Linked DNA regions of Gossypium arboreum: region 1 is linked to region 2. Evidence: chromatin contacts called from public Hi-C data. All regions are on one chromosome and are shown on one strand. Each heading gives the region's core, a stretch centred on a gene start, on an enhancer-like site or on the middle of the called end of the contact. The rest is flanking DNA. Distances are from core to core; before and after follow the strand shown.

Region 1 (4,409 bases), core at 689-3,188, 250 kb after region 2:
TAAAGGCATTAATTCCAACAGTCTCCCCCTTACCTTAGTGAGGTAGATGAGTCATGTTTCGTATTCCCATGCCTTTTACATGTTTCTCAAAACTCCTAACCATTTGAGTCTTGCTAAACGGATCCACAAGGTTGTCCTCTAATGTGACTTTGACTACATCCTTTATTCTGTCCACTGCTACCTCTCTTTTAATCTGATACTTTCTATCAATATGTTTTGTGCTCTTGTTGTTTCTGGTTTCCTTGGTGTTAGCTATTGATGCATTACTATCACAATACAATGTGATAGCTTTTTCAATACCAAGAACAACTTTGAGATCCATAAGGATTTTTTGAAGCCATATTGCTTCTTTTATTGCTTTAGAAGCAACCATATATCGACCTCTATAGTAGAGTCAATAGTACAACCATGCTTGACACTTCTCCATACTGTGGACCCACTATGTAAGACAAAAATATAGCCCAATGTTGATTTCATCAAATCTTGACACGTTTGGAAGTCAAAATCGGTATAACCGATAGGAGTGAGATCTCCTCTAGAATATAAAAACATATAATCCATCATTCTTCGTAACTACTTGAGTTTATGCTTAACAACTTGGGTATATGGCTGCCTTTGTGTCGTTGAACTGATTTTAAAGATGTAATCTTGGTAGTAGGCAAATGCTTAGAAGTTGAGGCACTGCCTCTTCTAGAAATTTCTTCTTTCCGTAGGGTCTTGCGAGAACCTTTCGCCTTGATTTGCTTCTCCACATGGATTGCTAGCTTGCAAACATCATCAAAATTCCAATAAGGTTGTGATTGGACAACATCACTGACCTCTTGACAAAAATCACCAAGATACCGAGCAATCATTTGCTTTTCAATCTCCACATTTCATCATGAGATGCTCAAATTCAATAGTGTATTGCTTTACCAACAATTCATGTTGTTTGGAACTAAGAAATTGCTAGAAAGAATCTTGCCTATAATTTGTAAGAAACTTTCTTTTAAGTTTTCTTTTTCTTTTTCAATTTTCTCATGAGGTTTTATTAAATTTTCCTCCAAATGAATGCATACTTTTTCAACTTGATGGTTACCAAGTTGACTTGACATCGTCATTCTACATATTTTAGAACGAAATGGTTCTTGCTATTCAAAATTAACCGATACCCTATTACCACTAGACATATTCATGGGCCAAGCTACTTGTCCAAACCCGAAGGCCTGTCCGAAATTTAGGAAGGTTTGAGCAAAAAAATTAAGCTCGAAAAATGGGCTTGGACAAAAAAAATTAGGCCCATTTTGAAATATGGGCTAGGCTTGAGCTTAAACATTTAAAGCCCCAATCCGACCCGAGCCAAGCCATTTTAAGTTTATAATACTTTATATCATGTTATTTTTATATATTAGAACACATTAAAAAATAAACCTACACTAAATATATAATACTACTCTAATGTAAACGTTAAAATAATGTTAAGATGACCATAAAAATTTCAATAAATAAAAATGTATAAAATTATTAAATATTAAAATAAAATAAAATATATATTTATTTTAAAAATTAAATAATAATATTGGTAGGCTTAAAATGAGCTTAAGTTAACCTTTTACAAATATAAGTGTATTTAGATAAAATTTTAAACTCAAATTTTAAACCCAAATATTAATATTATGTTTAAACCCAAACCTCACCCGACCCGACGATGAGCACCTCTAATCACCACATATTCCCGTTAATTATTCAAAGCACTTCAAATAACAACCGTGCTAGCAAAAGTGTGGGGACTTTAGCATGCAATAAGCCACAAGTCTGCTAAAGTAAATATCCAGAAAAGTCAAATAGATCCATGTTTGTTGTTGGGGCATTATTTTGGGAGCTATTAGCCCATTAAGAAATTTTTTGTTGAAAGAAGAGCCCATTAAGATCTTTTCCTAGAACCGGGCATCTTCCTATATAACATATCCAAGGTTTCAGCCTCACACATTTTGAGATGTCTGAGGGCAATTTTTCAAAAGTTTTCAGTCTCCTCGCGAATTCTCATCAATTTTTTTTCTCTGTAGAAAGTGAAAAGGAGAATGTCTTCTTTAGGCACTTCAAAGGGTGTTCTTGAAATCGCCAAATTCGGTCTCTATGTTACGATCCCTATCGTTCTTATGTACACTTTCGCCAACAACACCAAGAATCTCCAGAAATTAATGGGAAATGTATACTCTCTTTTATCTCTTCTTCTCTTTGTGTTGTATCTTTTTTCTTTTCATATTTTTAGTTGGTCGGATTTGTCTGATTCGTTGAACTCTGTGACAGATTGAGAGTTTTTTTATATCTGGATTAGGCTTGAAATTGGAACAAAGTCTAATACTCATTCGAACTTTTTTGAAATTTGGGCCTCTTTATAACTGAACATTCTGGATTGTGGCAATAGGTATTTGTAAGAAAGCAGTGTTTCGGTAACTTGGTTTGTTGGTTCAAAAAGTAAATGGAAGAATGCAATTAGATCTTCTGTATCTATGATCATGTATTTTCTGCAATATAATCATGTTTAACACACTTATTGAAAATTGATATGCTAAAAGTTTGTATTATATAGATTTCGAGATATTCGTTTTCATGTTACTTTTTATATTGTGTCATGTTTTTATGCTGCTGTGGTTTTGTTATTTTTTCTGTGATATGCTCATGCTAATCAACTTAAAAAATATATATGCAGGGATCCTATTATCCCTGTTCTTGTTAAATTATAAAAAGAATCTCTTCGTAATTTGATAACCGGTTAGGTAACTTGTTATGGTCTGGCAATAAATGGGAATTCTGTATTTCAACATCGCCTGTAGATTGGAATGTTGAGACCTGTGATTTTCTAGTATCGGTTTATTCTAGGATTTTTTTTTCTTACATGAATCATATTGATGCTCTATAAAGGTTAGTTATGTTATATATCTGCCTATTTGCAGATTTTAGTTAGGGTAAACTACATCTCACTAAATTATGCTAAATTTTCATTTTGGTCATTTAACTAAAAAAAGTTACAATTTAGTTATTGAATTATTTAAAAATTTTCATTTAAGTCACTGAACTATTCAAAAGTTTTTATTTAAGTAGTTGAACTATTATCTTTTCTTTTTTAAAAGTTCTATAAGTGAGCTCCAAGTGACAATTCGACAATCTGTACAGTATATCAGTACCCATCGACAAGTAGGATAACATACCTTAGATCCAATTTAATTTGATGGTCAGTGTAGAAAAAAAAGTTATTTGATTTTTGGTTTATAGATCCGTGACGTCTAAAGCAGTTTAATGACTAAATTGTAACTTTTTTTTAGTTAAGTGATCAAAATGAAAACTTCCTCATAATTTAGTGACTGATGGTGTAGTTTAGCCTTTTAGTTATTCAATTACCGTCCATTCTCTTGTTAAGGATTTCAAGTCTACCTGTTTTCCTTGGTACGAAATGATTTCTTATTCGAGCCTAAATGACTTCTGTTTTCCTTTGATGTGAAGCGTTCGTATATAGTGTATCCTCCAGAGGGACCACGACCTCCATCACCGGAGGAATTAAGGGAGATGGCTCGGGAGCTAGCTAGGAAGAGAAACAACCATTGATGATCTTTAGTGGTGTAAGTGATCTATGTAGCTTTGACAATTATTCCTGTTACTGTTCCAGCAAACCAGCCTTTGTGATATGCTATAATAACTATTGTGGTCTTTTCATCAGGAAAAGATAGTCTGGTTTGTTTAACATTAATGATCATAATTTTATAACTAAGTTTGTTCTTTTGCTTGCTTAGCATGGAATCCACACTGATTTACTAATAAAGTGCTAATTAAGATTGTGCCTATGTTACTCGAACTCGGATATGTTGGCTTTGGATGATATAGTTACCTTATTTAAGAGACTCATGGAATTAAGTCATCCCTTGAAGGTAAAAGTATCAAGGAGGCTCCTGTTACTAGGAGTTAGATTGTATTTTGTTTTTTCTAATAAAAAAATAGGTAAACTAATTCATGTATATTAGATTAAAAAGCAAATTAATCATTTCTGTCAAAATTTTATTTATTTGACTGTTAAAAACTGGCATGGTTGACGAAATAATTAGATTGATATGTGACGTGCCACATGCGTCTCATGCTGAATTGGGATAAATTTTTAACAATAAAAATTGATGAAATTTTTAACAGAATGATCAATGTGCTCTTTGATCTAACATATATGGATTAATTTGCTCATTTTTCAAGTAGTGGAGGGAAAAATGCAATCTAACTCCCAGTACAAGTGCCTTCTTAGTACTTTTACCTTTCGTGAACTAAAACACAGAATATAAACATGGGGTTCCTTTGTATAAAAACCTGGCAGTGTGTGTTTGAGTTGTTCATGGTACATTCACATAGAAGGGGCAATTATAGTGAAGTCTTGTTAATGCAGTTTG
Region 2 (4,915 bases), core at 1,988-4,487:
AGCAATCAGTGGCTTCTCTAAGTTCTTCAATGTTGAACACCCTGTACTTATCCAAGCAATCTGATACATCCGCCATCAAATTTACTTCATTTCCCTTCATTAGCATCCCTGGCCTATTAAACTGTATCTTCTGATTATCCTCAGGCCTTTCCATGTCTCTTTTCTTGGAAAAGACATCCCTATAAAGCAACACAACAAAGAAAAAATTAAAAATAATCCCACAAATTCCCAACCCAATTGCCAATCCTACTATGGCCCTTTTCTTCTCAGCATTTCCAGGAGAGGCTGCTGAAGGTGCCTTAGGCTGAGGTAACACAAGCAGTTTATTAACTGGAATGAAAATGGTATCAAAAGGGTATATTTTATTTCCATTCATGTTGTTTATATCATGAGTTCGAACTCCGAATCTTGAGGCGACTAATGATAAGTTGTCATAAGGCTGAAACACATAAGAAACAAGGTAATTCACTCCAGTTTTAGCCTGAGTTTCATTAGGACACTTGCAGAAGATCGGAAAGACAATTTCGTCCCCTATTTTGAGTCGGGTAGGAACGGAACTCGGATTGAAAACTTCGACAGATTGGTAAGTGGTAAGGTTTTGAAAGTTCCTAGTTGACACGAGATAGAAAGTATCGCCTCCTTTGATTGTGTAAGTGAGGTTGGCAGCTGAAAGGCTACCAAAAGTAGCGGTAACGGAGTTACAAGAACATGTTATGGGAACAAAGAGGGACTGGTAAGGGATGAGAGGAGACGAAGGGGAGGAAATATTGCTTGGTTGTGATATCATTAGACGACTAACATGGAAAAGATCGCCAATGGAAGCCAGGTCAAGGAAGTTTTAGGAGAGGTGGCTCTGTAGAAAACGTAGGTTTGGCATGGATAAGTGGTCTGGTTAGGTGTGCAAGTGTAGCCTGTGGTGCTTGGTTGGGCTTGGGAACCATGGAAGAGAAACAAGAGATGGAACCAAGAGAAAAACACTTGCTGGTGGGGTTTGATTCTCATTTCTTTTTTTCTCTGGTTCTTGCTCTGGTTTCGAGCCTTTGACCCTCATCTGGTTTGTTTATAAACTATATAAGTGAAACTGAAAAATTCTTTCTTTGACAATCAAGCTGCCATGGAAATAATATTATTAGAATTAAAGAATTTATAGTTTATGCATCAACCAATGACATTGCTATAGATATTGTTTCTGCAAAATTTTAACTGGTGAGTGATTAACTTTGACCAGGCCATTCGTAACCTTGTATGATTGTTAAGATTAAAAGCTATATTTGAATGCAAAGGAAGCTTTCAAATATTTAGGGATAAAAACTATATATTTTAAAAGGAACTAGTTAAAATGATGTGGTATTTCTTTGTTACTTGGAATATCGGTGTTTATTTTCCAAATATTAAAATAAAAATGAGCATACTTATGTCCCATGTCACCTCCGAGTCCGAGTAACATAGGTACTACCTTCAAGGTCCTATTTCCAGAGCATTATTAGCAGAATGTGAAGAAAATTTCAGTCCATAAGAAAAGCAGAAATTTTAGCCGAGAATGAGGTATAAACAGTAGAATTTGCATATAATCTTATTCTCGGTACTCAATGGAATAGAGCCTTTATATCTTCAAAAACAAATGATGGAAACTGATATAGTAGGCATTCAAATTAATCTTGTAAAGCAATCATCATAAAAGCACTCCCAAAGCTCTTACACCTATGATGAAGTTTTAGCAGCCTACATAAGGCGACAGTTTCGATTTAGTATCTACTGCAATCGAACGTGATAGCATCGGACCGAAAAATACATCTGCAATCACAATATAGATGGCTTACTGATTAAGAGATCCTCTTAACACAAACATAGAAATCAATAAAAACTCTCTTCTCAAAAACAAGGGAAAAAGAAACTATACCTTCCAGTCCATGCTCACATGACAGTAGCTAATAATTACAGTTCTCTTTTTCTTCTCGAAAGAAATTTATCTCTTTGTTATATCATCTTTCTTGATAGTGAAATCCCAGAGATCTCCATATTTCTCATTAAAATCCCAAATGCTCATGGTATTGTAGTCGTTTATTAACTTATCACGAGCTCCCCTTTCCATGTTATATATCTGTGGCTCAAAGTGGTGAGGCTTATCTGGTTTATCCATCTCAATTATACAAAATATAGCCGTAAACACTCCAGCTCCTATGAACAAGTACTCCCCCTACAACATTAAATTCATCTTGTTAATCTTATCTGTTTTTCTTTTCAAAATATAGAAAGATAAATGAAGATATGAAATGAATTACTGGAACATTGAAAAACATTCCGGCAGCAACTGCAGGGAGGAAGAGCCATGAAATAAAGCCTTGGAATCCTGTTGGAGGTTCAATAGCTTCAATGTCATCAGCAATGGCTCCCCAAAATGTTCCTGAAGTAAAAAAGCTTCAACAGTTATACGTTATTTCACCATTGGTTAAACAAAAACATCAAATTTAACTCTTTCATGTACCTTTCTCCTCTCCTTCAAAGTAAGTATGGTGCCCATCATATTCTCCATACTTAAAATCTTCCTATAATTCAACAAAACATAAGCATTGAAATGAACCAGCATATTCATATAACAAAAATGTATACTCTTGTACTCATATACATACAGAAGACAGACTGGGATATGAATACTTTTAAGTAAAGCAATTAGATTAGAAGTAGAAACGAAAAGAACTGACAGAGCTGACGCTGTTGGTGGCCCATCTGTCAAGAGGGTCTTCATTGAGATCAGGTTCAATCTCAGACAACCCTGCAGCATTCAATCTTGTGAAGTTGATTCTTCCATCCCCATGGTTTCTAACCAGCTTGAACTTAACAAGACCAACCTCTCTTTGGTTCTTCATTACATTAACTCTGGTTTCAACCTTCTTACACCTGATTTTAGGCACTGAACTTACTGAGACAACTGAGAGTGCTGCCTGAACTGCCATTTTCTTTTCTTTTTTTTTTGTTTCTTTGTTTATCTTCCTTGTGAGCATGTAACGCCCCCCCGGAGGGCGGCCTTCTTAACGAAGTGAGGTTTCTTCGCAACTGCTAGGTGTATGAATGACCAATTAGATTGAACCACGTTGCACGTAGGGGACCTACTTGTTGAGGTACGTGGTGCATTTTGGTTGGGGGTTCTCCCATAGTTCCTGTGAGACTTGGGTTGGTTTAATCAGGCGTTAAATGAAGGATGAAGAATGCTTTGTTCCTTATCCACTTTTTAGGACGAGGAAAATATAAAGGCGGAAACTAAGCAGTGGAACTCCGCACACGGGCCAATTCGGCCTGTCAAGGCTGGTGGATAAAGGCCTACCATAGCTAAGAATACTTGGTATAAAATGTTCTGTTTTTCTAACTTGAGGCGTCCGATTAACCTGAAAATGTAAAATGAATTAGGTACAAGTAGTCGTCTTTTTTTAATTTTAAAATTTAGTAAATTAATCTCTTTCAAAATTTAAAGCAATTTAATCTCTTTTAATTTAAAAATAAGTAACTAAGGATAATTAATCATAGCGTTAATGTCTTCTAACAATTTTACATAATTTTAATTGGTATAACAACAAACTTAGCCTTTAATGTTTACTTATTTTATCATTTTGACCTTAATTCTAAAAATAAAAAAAATCAACATGTGTAGCTTCAACATTTATACAATTTTATGGAATAAATTTATGAAATTAGAACTAAATTGACAGAATATATAAATTTTGAGGGCTAAAATTATTATTATACCAATCAAAATCATGTAAAATTGATGAAACTTTAACATATTGCTCACTTTTGAATTGATAAAAATTAAATTACTCTGATTATTTTGAAAAGGATTAATTTACTCAATTTAATTTTTTACTAATGAAATACATTTTGTTGTTATGCTGGTAAATCTGCTTAATGGGTATCTTTTCTTCATTCTCTTTGTTGCTGCTAAATAATGTTTGTTGGTGGCAGCCACTATCTGGATGTAATTTCGGTTTTTGTCAATTAATTATCAGTTTCTTCCATTTTTTTTTTCTTGTTTCTTTGATTAATGGAATATAGTTTGGAGCTTTTGGGATGGACAATCAATGGAATTATCTTGAAAAAGATTGATTCCAGAAATTTTGGTATTGTGGGTCTGGAGACCTCTGCAATTGATTCAAATTTATTGAAAAGAATACCAACAAAAAAATGCCAAAAACATTTGGATTTGATTTTAAGTACCGGATATGTGTTGGTATTTAATATGATGTTAAAGTTTTTATGCATAAATAGAGAATTTTAAAAGATTATATCTTCACATTCGTGTTCGGGTAGGCATCATGCATTAAAGAAAAAAAATTAAGAGTCCAAGACCAAGCAACATAGAAAAATGCAACTGTCTAACCATTTTTTTTGAAAAACAGGAATCGACTTAGATTTTGAAAATGAAAACGAATAGAGGGGTCACCAGCAATCCTTTTTGGTGAGGTGTGATCAGGTCACCTTAAATTAATCATTTTAATAAAAGTTAAGATTTACTAAAACGATAATTTTTTGGTCTACGAATAACAGAAAATGAGTTTGGGAGTTGGTTAAGCACGAGGAAGGATTAGCACCCTCGGTACGCCCAAAAATTGATACCTAGTTGATTAATTAGTGTCTTAGTGTCGAAGATTAAAAAAACTTGAAAGACTTTGAAATACGATCCCTCTTTGTAAAAAGCTTAAATGTTAAAGACCTTCTCGTCTCAAAATATGAAATGTCACATCCAATAAGTTAGGACACGACATCTTGAATTTTCGAGAGCGAGCTTGCCTTTTATATAAAATTTTCGTATTTTAATTTATTAAAAGGGTATTTGATTATTTAGAGTAAACGAGAGAAATCAAAACCTAGTAAGTTAGGGCACGTTTTCTCGAATTCTCAAACACTGAATATCGCCTTTATT

The links. Hi-C and Micro-C count contacts between places; a contact is called where the count stands out from the background.
Region 1: a Hi-C map of leaf shows a contact between it and region 2, with 5 times the contacts expected there. The contact joins the promoter of LOC108481476 here to the promoter of LOC108464843 in region 2. A contact is called at or near these places in 2 of 5 Hi-C or Micro-C datasets (both in leaf).

Annotation. Positions count from the first base shown.
Region 1 is chr10:61,322,388-61,326,796 of ASM2569848v2, forward strand. LOC108481476 reads left to right here and starts at 1,939. Exons shown (of 2, transcript XM_017784605.2): 1 at 1,939-2,189; 2 at 3,484-3,799. The coding sequence starts at 2,061. The coding sequence ends at 3,585.
Region 2 is chr10:61,067,621-61,072,535 of ASM2569848v2, forward strand. It overlaps LOC108464843 (photosynthetic NDH subunit of subcomplex B 5, chloroplastic), which reads right to left and starts at 3,238. Exons shown (of 5, transcript XM_017765119.2): 1 at 2,703-3,238; 2 at 2,486-2,546; 3 at 2,283-2,404; 4 at 1,901-2,197; 5 at 1,529-1,794. The coding sequence starts at 3,002. The coding sequence ends at 1,967. It also overlaps the pseudogene LOC108464842.